2 separate regions of the Mus musculus genome follow, and region 1 is linked to region 2. The links are chromatin contacts, called in public Hi-C maps. All regions are on one chromosome and are shown on one strand. The core of a region is the stretch at or near the end of the contact, and the rest is flanking DNA. Distances in the headings are between cores, read along the strand shown.

What was found. A called contact is a pair of places that touch in the nucleus more often than the background predicts.
Region 1: a contact with region 2 is called in a Hi-C map of cerebellar granule neurons, with 4 times the contacts expected there. The contact joins the enhancer-like site here to the promoter of Lhfp in region 2. A contact is called at or near these places in 1 of 39 promoter capture datasets (3T3-L1-derived adipocytes), 1 of 15 datasets of contacts at CTCF or cohesin (pro-B cells), 19 of 484 Hi-C or Micro-C datasets (the C2C12 cell line, the HL-1 cell line, Sertoli cells and 12 more), 8 of 115 datasets of contacts at active chromatin or transcription factors (T-cell acute lymphoblastic leukemia, cardiomyocytes, embryonic midbrain and 4 more) and 1 of 9 other capture datasets (adipose tissue).

Annotation. Positions count from the first base shown.
Region 1 is chr3:53,143,842-53,150,184 of GRCm38.p6, reverse strand. The region is part of intron 2 of Lhfp (lipoma HMGIC fusion partner); the gene reads right to left. Among named protein-coding and RNA genes, the nearest start is that of C130075A20Rik, 55 kb to the right of the region's middle. Within about 2 kb of position 1,509, at least 13 of the 459 cell types and tissues checked have an H3K27ac peak or open chromatin away from gene starts, as enhancers often do. A contact at or near this core is called in the C2C12 cell line, cerebellar granule neurons, cerebellum and 1 more, where this site is marked.
Region 2 is chr3:53,037,241-53,043,651 of GRCm38.p6, reverse strand. It overlaps Lhfp (lipoma HMGIC fusion partner), which reads right to left and starts at 2,105. Exons shown (of 4, transcript NM_175386.3): 1 at 1,878-2,105; 2 at 1-533. The coding sequence starts at 345.

The DNA of each region.
Region 1 (6,343 bases), core at 260-2,759, 110 kb before region 2:
TCACAAGGGGCTGTGGATGGGTTGTGGGGACAGGCACAGGCTACAAACAGCAGCATTTCTCCTGATGTGCAATGTCGTAACAGCAGATAGAAAGGAGAGATGGGACAGATTGTGCGGAGCCCATGAGAGCCTCCCTTGTGTCCATGGTAGATCTGGTCCTGCAAAGAAGGAATTCATTTTGAAGCTCAGTACTCCTTACATTTTGCATTGAGCTTATTAAAAATAGAGCCCAACGTTGCTTTTTGAGAGACTCATATATACCCTAGCTCAGATGTGACCCAGAAATCTGGGCTTCCAATGTGCTTTCCATCTGATCTCTTTCCAAATGGCCCCAGGATTCTGCTCAGAGAGCTACACAGCAGATGGGATGGGTAGTCAGGGTGGGGGTAACATATCAGGCAGAAAAAGCCATCTGGGAGAGAAGTAGGCCATACAGGAATGGAATGTATGGGAAGCTGCAGTGAAAAAGTCCATAGTCTGAGTGGGGCCTGATCATGACTTCTTACTTACCACATGCAGGAGCTTAAATATGACCCTAAGCAATGTAATGGCGTAATGTGAATGAGAAATGAGATTGCATGTACCTAATAACCTCTTAACACTTATTTTAGCTGATTCACAAATACGTGAAGATTGAGCCAGGCATGATGGCATATGCCTATAATCCCAGCATTCAGGGGGCAGGTGGACCACAGTTTTCAGGCCAGCCTAGACTACCTAGAAAAATAGCAGGATTCTATCTCAAAACAAAACAAAATGAAAAAACAATAATAATTAAAAAAAAACCCAAGCAATCAGTATTCAACCAGAAAACAAATAGAAAACCAACCACCATGAAATTGTACATATCACAGGGCCCCATATGGTGGATTGATATAGGTATGAATCCTTTAATGATTAGGTCAAGGTAAATATATGCATAGTCTTGGACTATTGTCACTTATGGCGAAAACCTTGAAATATTGACTTCTAACTTTTGTAGATTATTCTCTGTATTGCCCAGATGTGTAGTTGCACACTATTACCCATCACTCCTGACTGAAGCTTGGTAGTTTGAGAGCAGCCTTTTCCCCTCCTCTGTTCTCCCCAGCCCTTGCTGACCCTGCCACTATGTTCTTACATTGAATTAAATCATGCTTTTTCAGATGCCAAATATGAATGAGATCTGCTCTTCCTGCGACTGGCAAGTGTTGCTTAACACGGTCATCTGCAGGTGCACAAGACTGGCATTCATCCTTTCTAGGGCTGGATGGTATCCCATGATCCCATGGTGTGCATACAGCACACTTTCTTTATTTGTGCATTTAGTGGTAGTTTCTCAGCTAAGTATTGTCTTCATTTGGTTCTCGTTGCTGTGATAAAACCCTGACCAAAAGCAACTTAAGAGAAAAAAGGGTTTGTTTCATCTTACACTTCCTGGCAACTGTCCATCATTAAAGGAAGCCAGGGTAGAGACTCAAGTCAGGAACTCATAAGCTGGAATGGAAGCTGAGGTCAAGGAGGAATGCTGCTTACTGGCTTGTCTGTTTTCTTATACGGTTTAGGCCCACTTGCCCAGAGGTGGCACGACTCACAGAGAGCTGGACCCTCCCACATTAATCACCAATCAAGAAAATTCCCCACATACATGTCTACAAGTCAATTTAAGGAAGCAATTCCCCAATTGAGGTTCTGTCTTCTCAGGTGATTCTAGTTAGGTCAAGTTGACACCAACGAATAATTCTTAATGACAAGTGGAGGCTCAATCCTTATAAATTTGATTAAGTTGGTGGAATAATCACACAATAATACCCGTTGCATTGTTTTGAAAGTAAACATTAATGTCAGAATAGAATGAGTTAAAAGGGTGCTGTGTTGGCAGCACGACTGACCCCAGATAAAATCAGACAGCTCATGAATGCTACAGAGACCATCTATAAGCCACCTACAGGACTTTCCAAGACAACCTTCATTTTCCATAGGCACCATGATGCCAGCACAACTGTGCAACCCGAAGCAACGGCTGTTGGAGATGCTGAGTGACATCATAGGAAAGGCGTCTCAGTGGTCAGCGAACAAACAAAGCCAGAGCAGTTACCAGTGAAAAGTTAATGTTATCATGGCCCTCCACCCCGCATCTCCACGCAGCAGGACAGACAACAGCATGTGGGCCTGCCGTGAGGAATGAATTGCTGACTATACTTACTCCCCCTGGTCTCAAAGTGCAGCAGATGACTCAGATAAAGAAGTTCACAGCACTGGAGGTGAAAACTAATACAGAAAACAGCAACCTTGAGCTTACACCTGTGACTAGGCATGGTACCAGCAGTGCTTTTTGCTTTATGCCATCTAAAAAAAGCTATTCTTTCATATAAATGGAGTATTTGTTGTTTCTATTAATCAACTGTAGCCAAACATATAATTTATGCTGTTCTTAGCCTAAAGGAGTGTCTGTGAGTCTGGCTCCATTGCACAAATGTCAACCTGACTGATCCAAGTGGTACTTAAACATTTTTTCTGAGCATGTCTATAAGTGTATGTTTCCAGATGAGATTATCATTTAAGTCACTAGATGTAGGGAAGAAAACCTTCCCTATTTGAGCTACTATTCTACAATCCCAGGTAGAGAAAGCAGAACTCACTCTCTCGCTTTCTATCTGTCAGCAGGAACATTAGCCTGTTGCTGCTCTTGAACTTGGATTCATACCATGGCTCCCTGTCTTAGTTGGGGTTTTATTACTGTGAACAGACACCATGACCAAGGCAACTCTTGTATGGACAACTTTTAATTGGGGCTGGCTTACAGGTTCAGAGGTTCAGTCCATTATCATCAAGACGGGAACATGGCAGCATCCAGGCAGGCATGGTGCAGGAGGAGCTAAGAATTTCTACAACTTCATCTGAAGGCTACTAGTAGAATACTGGCTTCCAGGCAGCAAGGATGAGTCTTAAAGCCCATGCCCACAGAGACACGCCTACTCCAACAAGGCCACACCTACTCCAACAGGGCCACACCTTCTAATGGTGCCACCCACTGGGCGGAGCATATGCAAACACTCATACTCCCCTAGTTCTCAGGCTCCTGAGAGAAGTCGACTTTTACTAGAACTATACTCATCTTCTTAGGTCTCCAACTTGCACATAAGGTCCCGTGAGACTTCTCAGCTCTAAAGTTACATGAGACAGTTCATATATGTAATGGAGACCCAATAGATATTTCTATGTGCATATTAATATATAATAGGCAGATAGATGACAGATTTTTATATGTATGCATTATATGGAGTAATCCCATATCTTGAATTATTACTGCATTTTATTTTATAGTTATAACTTTTGTTTTCAAATGTTCATATTATGAACATGTATTCATATTTTAAAAATGAACAGAGTTTACTGAATGACACTTAAATCTGAAAAATAGTTATGTTACCCAAGAGACTTATTTGAACATCCACTAAAAGGTGGAAGGATTTCTGTGGCCTAATCTCTGCCATGTCTCAGTTCTTAAGCCCTCAGTGAGCATCCTTGCTTGCCTGGTTTTCCCTTAGGGAATTGTGTTTGATGCAAAGAACTGAGACACTGCTCCAGTTACTGTGACTTTGCAGCTCAACCAGAAAACGAAGCCTTTCTGTGTCCCTAACTCCAGTCTAACATTAAAACGTTTCACACACACATACACACACACACACACACACACACACACACACACACACACACACAGAGAGAGAGAGAGAGAGAGAGAGAGAGAGAGAAAGAGAGAGAGAGAGTCCAAAGCCCTGTCTTCCTGGTTACTTTTTTTTTTTTAAACACATCATCCAATTCTTCCCCAGACAATAGCGTTTGATGATATCATGGTAAAGTCGTGGTATAGATTCCATTTCCTTTATTTTTATTTTTTTAAAGATGGAAACTGATGCAGTTTTCCTCCCTGGTTTTGGAATCCAAGTGGACCCAATTTAAGAGTTTATAGAAGCATCAAAAATCGATGAGCAGAGAAAGAAGATAGAGACACCAATGTAAATAGCTATTGACCAAGATCTGGGAATGGGCCAAAATATTCACCCAGCACATCCTCGGATCTTGCATTAGGAAGGGAGAGACACAAGACGGACTGCGTCTAGCTTTCCCTCTGGCAGATTTCAGGTGTTTAAGATAGCTTAATCCTTACCTTTCAGATTACTGACTGGGTCACAAGAAATATCACTGACATTTTTAGTTAAATGATTAGGGTTTTTTGTTTTTTTTGTTGTTGTTGTTGTTGTTGTTGTTGTTATTTTGTTGGTTTTTTTTTTAATCTAAAAACATCCATTAGGAGGAAGACCAATACAAAAATTGGTTTTTCTAGGATGCTATTTCTCTATACTTATTAATTATAGAATTCCATCTGAGATATGGCTTTATGCCCACAAGCCTCTTTCTTTTTGCCAATCCAAGCCTCCTTAAGCCGCAGGTTCATATGTTGCCTCCTAAGCACTTGGACAGCCAGCAGGGACTCTCAGTGCCTAATTCACACATTCTTTGTGTGGACCCAGGGAGTGCTCCCCTCTTAGTGGTGAACACAGTGTGGTTCCACCACGGACACACAGGCTTCAACTCTTACATACTTGTTATAAACTACAATTTCTATCAGGTGTCTCTTGTTTTGCTTAAATTGTTAGAAAATTTAGTCAGAGGAAATCTGTCTGGTCAGAAAAATAATTTCTTCGTTGAATCCCCATTTCTAAGCAGTATTGATGCTACCACAGAAATCAAGTATGGATAGACAACAAAGACCCCTCCTGCCCCCCTACCCCTGTTCCCTCTCCCGTCACACACACGATGATGTATGTTTCCTTTGGAGTCCCTATTTTATCAATGCAGACTTCCTTTAAGAGAAATAAGAATTCAATCAGGAGATTAGATTCAATTGTGGGAGTTTTAAATCCTGGGTTTTTTTCAGGCTGGACCTAATCAACATTCACAACTAGCAGGGTTGTCTTTCATTATGTGTAGAGGGTCTCTCACAGCCCCTCCTGGAGGGAGTCACACATCTGACTGCCTTCCACTGCCATTACCTTCACAATGACTGATGGACATTCTCCCTTCCCTTGTTTAGCCAGAGGGACTTACTGATATTTACAGTGGCAAACAGATGACCAACCGCGGCCTCTCTCGTCTGCAGACGAGGCACAGTTATCCATTTAGAAATCTCTGGCCTTCCTCATGGCCCATTTCCTATTCCCGAAATGTGCTCATCCCTTGTGTGTGTGTGTTCTGGGCTCACCCTCCTCTCATTTGTCAGTGAGCGCTACAGGAATACAAACCACGTTTGATATCAGATTAAGCAAAATACGAAGGATGATAAATCATCGAGAAAGATTATGTCGCATACAAAACGCAGACGGGGACATTTTAGGTGCATCCCACAATCTTCAGCATCAACATCACTATTCTCCAACAATGCCTCTGGGGATTTTTAATACCTTCCAGAAAGTTCATTTGTAAGTCAGATTCAGCGAATAAGGTTCAGGCATTTTTTTTAAGGTATTCTATAGTTAGTTCTGAAAGGATGCAACAGGAATCTCTCCTTTTCCCATCTCACAGCCAACCCGCAGTCATTGCCCAGCTCGCCGCTGACACCGCAGGTCAGTAGGGTGAAATAGGAAGAAGATTAAAAGAAAAAAAAAAAAAAACTCATTTTGCTGCTTACTAGATTTCAGATAAATGCAAGATTAGAATAGAAAACAGATTAAGGGAGTTTCCTTGGTGCCTTTTCTATAAAGAACCTTGAAATGTCAAATGCTTACACATTCCTTCCTTCTACTACAGCATAAACAAGAACTAGCCAACTTGGGCGTAGCTATGAAAAGGAGGACATTTTTAGGAGAAGGAACCAAAATGGAAATAAAAGAAACTATGAATGAATTCAATTCTTACAATCTAGAAATTGCGATGAAAGGATTTGACTCTGATGGTTCATAGCATTTACATTCAACACCTGGGCTGGTGATCAGAATTAACTTATTGTTAAAATGATAGCCATTATGATGATGGTGGTTGATGTGGTGGCAGTGATGATGGTGGTGGTGGTGATGAGGATGACTGGCATTTCCTGATCCTCTGCTAAGTACTAGGCTACGTGACATACACTCCAATATGTCTAATCCTTGCAACAACCTATTGCTCTTCCTGTTTTGCTGAGAAGAAAACCTGCACTCAGGGATAAGTGATCAGCTCAAGGCTTCAAAGACAGCTGAGTCACCCAGGTCTGGAACTAAGTCTGGCTGACCGTTCCTTACCTACATGATGTTGTCAATGCCTGGTACCATCTCTCCAGGTCTCATTCTCTTAGTGAGACTGGAAGCGTTCATTGCCGTGTGGG
Region 2 (6,411 bases), core at 856-3,355:
CCTGGAGATGAGTTCCGACACGCAGCAACCCATCAGGGCAGTGAGAGCCACCAGGAGCAACAGGCCGCAGCCAAGGCCTGTCACTATGGTACAGATCCTCCACTCGGTGCTGGGGATGCCCTGGAAGGAGGCATAGCGCCCACACTCCTCCACCATCACCATCATCTGCCGACTCTCATCGTGAACAGGATAGGAGCACCTCCGGAAAGTGCCAAAGGATACAGGCTTGCCTAGCTGAGACCCCCAGAGCCAGTATGGCATGAAGAACCCCACACAGGAGGTGGCAGCGGAAAGGAAGGAAAGCAAAGCCCAGATCACCCCAGTACAAGTCAGGCTGGACGCCATCTTCCAACAGGCAGTGCAATGAGGGTCCGCTGTGATTGCACTAAAGGTGTGAAGGAAGGCGTGTAGTCACAAGAAACTCCCAGGTAGTCCACCGCTCTTCAAGGCGTATGTAGCTACTTGCCGTAACAGAGTTTCAGTATTACCGCGATCAGCTTCTCATACTTTGGAGTGAAGATGGCTGGTGGCCCCTGGTAAAATGGAATAGGAAACAAGGAAAGCTAAGTATGTCTAGCATATTTACACGTCTCAAGAAGCTCCACGGTTTTCATTTAGGAAACTTCAAACTTCCTTCAACGCTTCAAAAGTGGGAAGAACTAATTCTCTCCATACGCATCTCTATACAAGTTTTGCCAAACTAGCTCAAAGCTTTTCCACGTCTTTATCTCCTGTAAAAATGCTCCCAAATTAACTCTGACAGCTATTTACTTAAAGAAACGAATGGCTTCTATTTGCCAAGCCAGTGAATTCATTTCACATACTCACATTAAAAGCAATGTAGCATTTTTTACTAGCAGGAGACATAATTCCGGATATTAAAATAAAATGGACCATACAGTAGTTTGTTTATTTGGCTTGCAAGTTCACACTTAGTTTCTAGCCACTCCTCGGCATCACTTGATGAGTGTGCCAACCAAGCAACATGATAGTGGGAACTTCATACAATTACAGAAGTACTGTAAATTTAACTAACAGTATTCACCACTCAGGTGTATACATTGGATATATAGTTACACACCCCCAGTTACTGTAAATTTAACTAACAGTATTCACCACTCGGGTGTATATATCGGGTGATATATAGTTACACACCCCCAGTACTCGATAACACTAAAAACGCCTTCTGTCTTAATTTTCCGGGGCAAATGTGTTCACGCCTCCTATTTTGACTCCTTGGCTTCAGTGCTTTCACCTGCTGGCCATTTCAGACCAAGCACTCACTCTTTTCCAATACCTAATGTCAAGTCAGCTATTCAAAAGGGTTCGATGAGGTGGGCTGGCTTGCACACCTGGCTACACTCTCCACAAAGAACACAGAAGAACACCCCCACCCCGTCGGGTTCCATCTGCAAACTGCTTCCAAACTCCAGTCTCCTACACTTTGCTCGCCCTCTGTTCTGGATTCTACCCAAAGGGGAGCTCCCTCTGGCTACGGTTTTTAAAATCGTGTCAGCTGTGAGCAGAGGCTGAAGTTGAGTTGGTCTGGGGGTTACCATTAAAGGTGGGGAGTGGGAAGAAAGGGACCTCTTTCTCAGCTGGAGTGAGTTACCCTAGTCCAGATGAACTTAAACCCACCATCCTCCCCCAAAACTGCTAGACGCACGCACCGCACCCTGGAGCACACAGGAACACACACAATGATCTCTGGATGCAAAGCGGCACGGGGAAGTTCTTGCAGCCGGCTCTGAGAAAGGGACGGATAAGGATGGAAAGGAAGGCAGCACCCCCCGGAGGCCGACAGGACCTCAGCTGAACTATGCCACTCGGAAAGACAGGAGGGACCCGGGCACGGGGCCCCGGGGCGCGCTACTTACCCGGTCGGGCGGCGGCCGCGGTCCCTCGCGAGTCCCGGGCGCAGCACAACTTGCTGTCTTTCCCTGGCGGGGACAGCGCGGCACCAAAGAAGACTGTCTTTCTTGCCTTTGCCACTATCCCGACGGAGATCGAGGCGAGTCTGGAGAGCTGGGGTGGAGGGTCAGGGGGACCCACCCGGAGAGCCCGCCGGCTGCGGCCGTGCGGCCCGGGAACACGGTGGATGCCGGCTCCAGCTTTGGCAGGCGAGGCACGCGCCGCCTCTTCCCCGCCCTCCCTTTGCCGCTGTCCCCTCCCCTCGGCCCCGCCGCGCAGTCCTGGACGCGCGAGAGTGGGGGCGGCAGACAGACTGAGAATCCAGGGAGAAAGTTGCTCGCCTTCCCCGCAGCTCCCCGGGGGCGCCGAGGCCACACCCGACCCCTGTTTGCTTTTCTGGGTCAAACCCTGGGGTCTGGGGCTGCAGTGTTCGCGCGGCCTTTATGAGGACCAGGATGGGAAGTAGCCTCAGAGATGGGGAGAGCGATGTCTATGAGCTTTAAGGGGCTCTTGAGAAGTGGTCACTTTGGAGGGCAGAGAGCATGACGGGTGTGGACATAGGAAAGAGAAGGCTGGGCACGCCATGCGAGGCTGCTGGATTCCGTGGGGGCAAAGCCAGAAAGAAAGAAGGCAGGCTACTCCCCTGCCAGCCTCTCCCAACAGCTGCAAACCTTTGGGAACTTCTTTCAAGACATTTCTCTTCCTCTTTTTCCTCTTCCTCTTTCCTGGGTTTCCCCCCACTCCCTTACCTCCCCTCTCACCCTCTCTCCTCTTTCTGCTACCCTCCTTTCTCCTCCCGTCCCCTTCCCTGCCTCTTACCCACTCCACTCCCCAACCCATGATCAGCTTTAACATCTATCTACACAACCTTTGAATTTCCTTTCTGAAATCTGCTCCTTTTGATTTCTTCTCAGGCCCTGCCCAGTTCTGACTTGCCATCAGCCTTTTTAACCCTTCGGAAGCCAGAGCCGTATTCTGTGGGTGACTGACTGACCTCTGGAGTCTCCACAGAGGACAGTTATTTTAGGAAGCTGCCATCTGGGACCAGCAACTTTTGAAGTACATACTTGCCTAGATGCAGTTTTTGTGATGTGCCTTTTTCAAAGCAGCTGGAAGTAATAACTGGGTAGGAATATATTTCATAATAAAATTTCGAGTGCACCATTGAATTGGGCGGCATCAGCTGGAGACAGGTTGTTTCAGGATTGTTTGAAAGGTTTTAAGTGATTGATTCCAAGCCTTTCCTTTGTAGGAATAGGATACAGGTAATGAGCCTCCCAGGAAAGCGATGTAATACACATTAAGTTTATCACAATAGTCTTGAGAAGAGGAAAGAATAGTTCCTGGGAGACATTTGGCAGAGTCTGGAGATATTTGGGGTAAGCATGACCCATAGACTGGGAAGGCCCTACTGGCAGCCAGTCCATAAAGCCAGGAGTCTGCTCTGTAACTACACAGGGCACACCCAGAATCATCTAGCTTGAAGTGTGAGTAGGGCCAAGGCTGGGAAGTCATGTTTCAAAATGTCACATGGTTTTTAGCTCACCCATGAACCTCAGGTTTAGAGATCTGGATTTGAAGTTTTCCTTTGTTAACGTACGTTTTTTAACTCTGCTTGTGCAAATCACCAGTTATTGAGCATGGTGGCCATATAATAACAGGTCTGACTTGTAGCTAAATACCACCGCCTGGCTATCACATATCTCATATCTATGTAATGTGGAGGTAGCAGATACCAGCCTAGACAAAATTATACAGTGGCAGCCAGACTCACCCACACACAAACACTCACTCACACACTACCCACCGGGTATCCAGTCTAGGACACTTTCTCAAGCTTAGAGGAGCTTGAGAAAGTGACATGGATTGCCAAGGAGGCGTCCGTTGCAAATTCTTTCATTACTGCGTGTCAGTACACTGGGTGTATGAATAGATGACTTCATCTAATTCTCAAAAAAAGGGAGAGAAAAGCCACGAAGGCAGTTATCATTTCACAGAGAAACAGCTGATTAACCTGTAAGCATATGATTAAAACACAGACTTCTAAAAAAAAGAAATCTCATTATTTGCATTCTATTAAGTAATGTAAACATTACCGGAGAGGTTTGGCTAATATGAAAAAGGAAGAAATGAAGAAGTCAAAAGCTTAGAATCCTATCAGAATGAAATATTCATCATGTGTGGAGTCCTTGTGGGCTGCACTTCCTGGGACTCGACATTCCAACTCAGACGAGTCTGTCCCCTCATTTGTAAAACAGAGCTTGAAACCAATTCCATTTAATGTTTCTGAACTGTCAGTGTGATGGCAATATGGGCACTCCTACCTCGGAGAAGGGAGGTAGGGGTCATCTAATCTGTGCAAGTGGGTGACTGCACAGATGAGGTGACAGGTCTGGATCCTTCCAGTGTCTCACTCAAGGCAGCTATAGAATCACAACTCATTTCTTTTTCATCCCACCATATAATTATCTTCTCAAGCTATAAAATCTTCTGAATTACCCTCCAGATTCTGGCATGTATACTTTACCAGCACATGCATTATGCTATCTTTGAAAACCTTTGCATTCGATTTACATCTTCAAAGGATCCCTAAGTTTCTTCACAGCCGGAAGTTCCCACACAGCAGATGCTGATGTACCTCCTGCTCCAGGCTCGGGAGCAGAATGTTTGCCTTAAGCAGGGCTATTGAGTAGTCAGATGGTATCATGGAGGTATGGGAGACTGTGGGCATTCATGACAACACTTTCAGTTGCTTATCCAATGTTACTTCCAATCCCGCCCCCTTTGTTCAACAGATGCTCCTCTGACTTCCCTTAAACTCCGTGGTGGTTACTCAATGTCCCTGTAGCCAATGAATCTACTAAGGAGAACTTGGGGGAAAATACTCCGTGCTCAAGCAGGGAAGCCTGAGAGATTGTTTCCCCCATCTTCCTGGCTGTCTTTGCTCCTGTTCTTAAAGCATTAAATGTTTGGCATTACAACAACCATCTTGTATTTATGAGAATAGGAAGGCTATAGGGACATGACCCAACATTCTCACAATGTCAGCTCCTTATTTCCTTTTGAATTTTCTTTCTGATGGAATGATGGGCATGTGCCACCATGCCTAGACCCTTGTGAATAGTCCTGAGTAAACAATAAAGTGTTCATATGGTTTAAATCACCGTAAGTTGCGTGTTTCTTCTAATAACTGTATCTCTCATTAAGCACTATGGATACTGCATATGCTCAATGACAGTAATATACACAAGTCAACTTGGTACTATGGTGCTTGGCAAGGTGGGTACAGCAGAGCCTCACTAACTGAAAGTGGACAGAAGAATTAATGAACAGATTAACATCATGTGATTGCTATACTTGCTGTGGTGCAAGTGGAATTTCCTTTAAACAAATAAGGTATGCTACATAAGTCACTGATGTAGTGGTGAAACACGGGGAACAGAACCAAGCACTTCTGACCCCCGGGGAGAGGAACAAGAGATTTCTTTAGTTCCTATCTGCTGGAATCACCGTTGTCTAGCTGGTCCACCTTCACATCCTGTTCTCTCTTCCCCATCTTTTTCTCTTAAGAAAGCAGCAAAAGCTAAAAATCTTCTTTTCTAGCCTACACATAGGGTCAAGTGGAGATGTCACAGTTCTGAGAAATGATGATGGGGCCTTTGCATGCAGTCTCTTCTGGGCCAGAATCAGATATGATGGCCATCTAACCACAAAGTGCCCATGTTCCAGTTGTGGGATGATAGGTATGATGATAAAATTCAACACTGCAGGAATGATGATACCAGATATAGAAAGAATCAGGATTCTTTTTTTCTTTTTAGGTTTATTTATTTATTATATCTAAGTACAGTGTAGCTGTCTTCAGACATACCAGAAGAGGCTGTCAGATTTCATTACGGATGGTTGTGAGCCACCATGTGGTTGCTGGGATTTGAACTCAGGACCTTTGAAAGAGCAGTCAGTGCTCTTAACTGCTGAGCCATCTCTCCAGCCCCAAGAATCAGGATTCTTGATGCCTTCAGTTGATTACTGGATTACATCTGGGGCATGGGGGATAGTCATTGTATTTGAAACACAAGCTTTTCTCAAAGCACAGCAATAGAAACAGGAATAGTCTTAAACACAGTTTATAGAAGTCAGACCTACGAATAATGCAGAGAGGGAAGTTCTTATTGTTGTAAGTTTATCTGATATAAAGGTTTCCCTTGAAGCGCAGGCAGGAAGGCTGTAGGTACCTAAGAAAACTGTAGACAGGACAGGTGCTGATGGGACCAGGGAGGAGAAGTTTACCTGGCTACTCATTCCTGGAATGCCCGTCAGCTCTTCACCAATGAGAAAACATTCCTGAAGGGCACTGCTCCACCCGCACAACTGCAGTTAGTACAGAAGCAGTGAACTGCTCTCTTTCCCTCCTTGTGAACCAACCCCTCTGCTTCCTACATCCCATCTTGAGACTGATTTGAAAGGCTACTGTGAAAGTATCTTACTCCATTTTGTCAA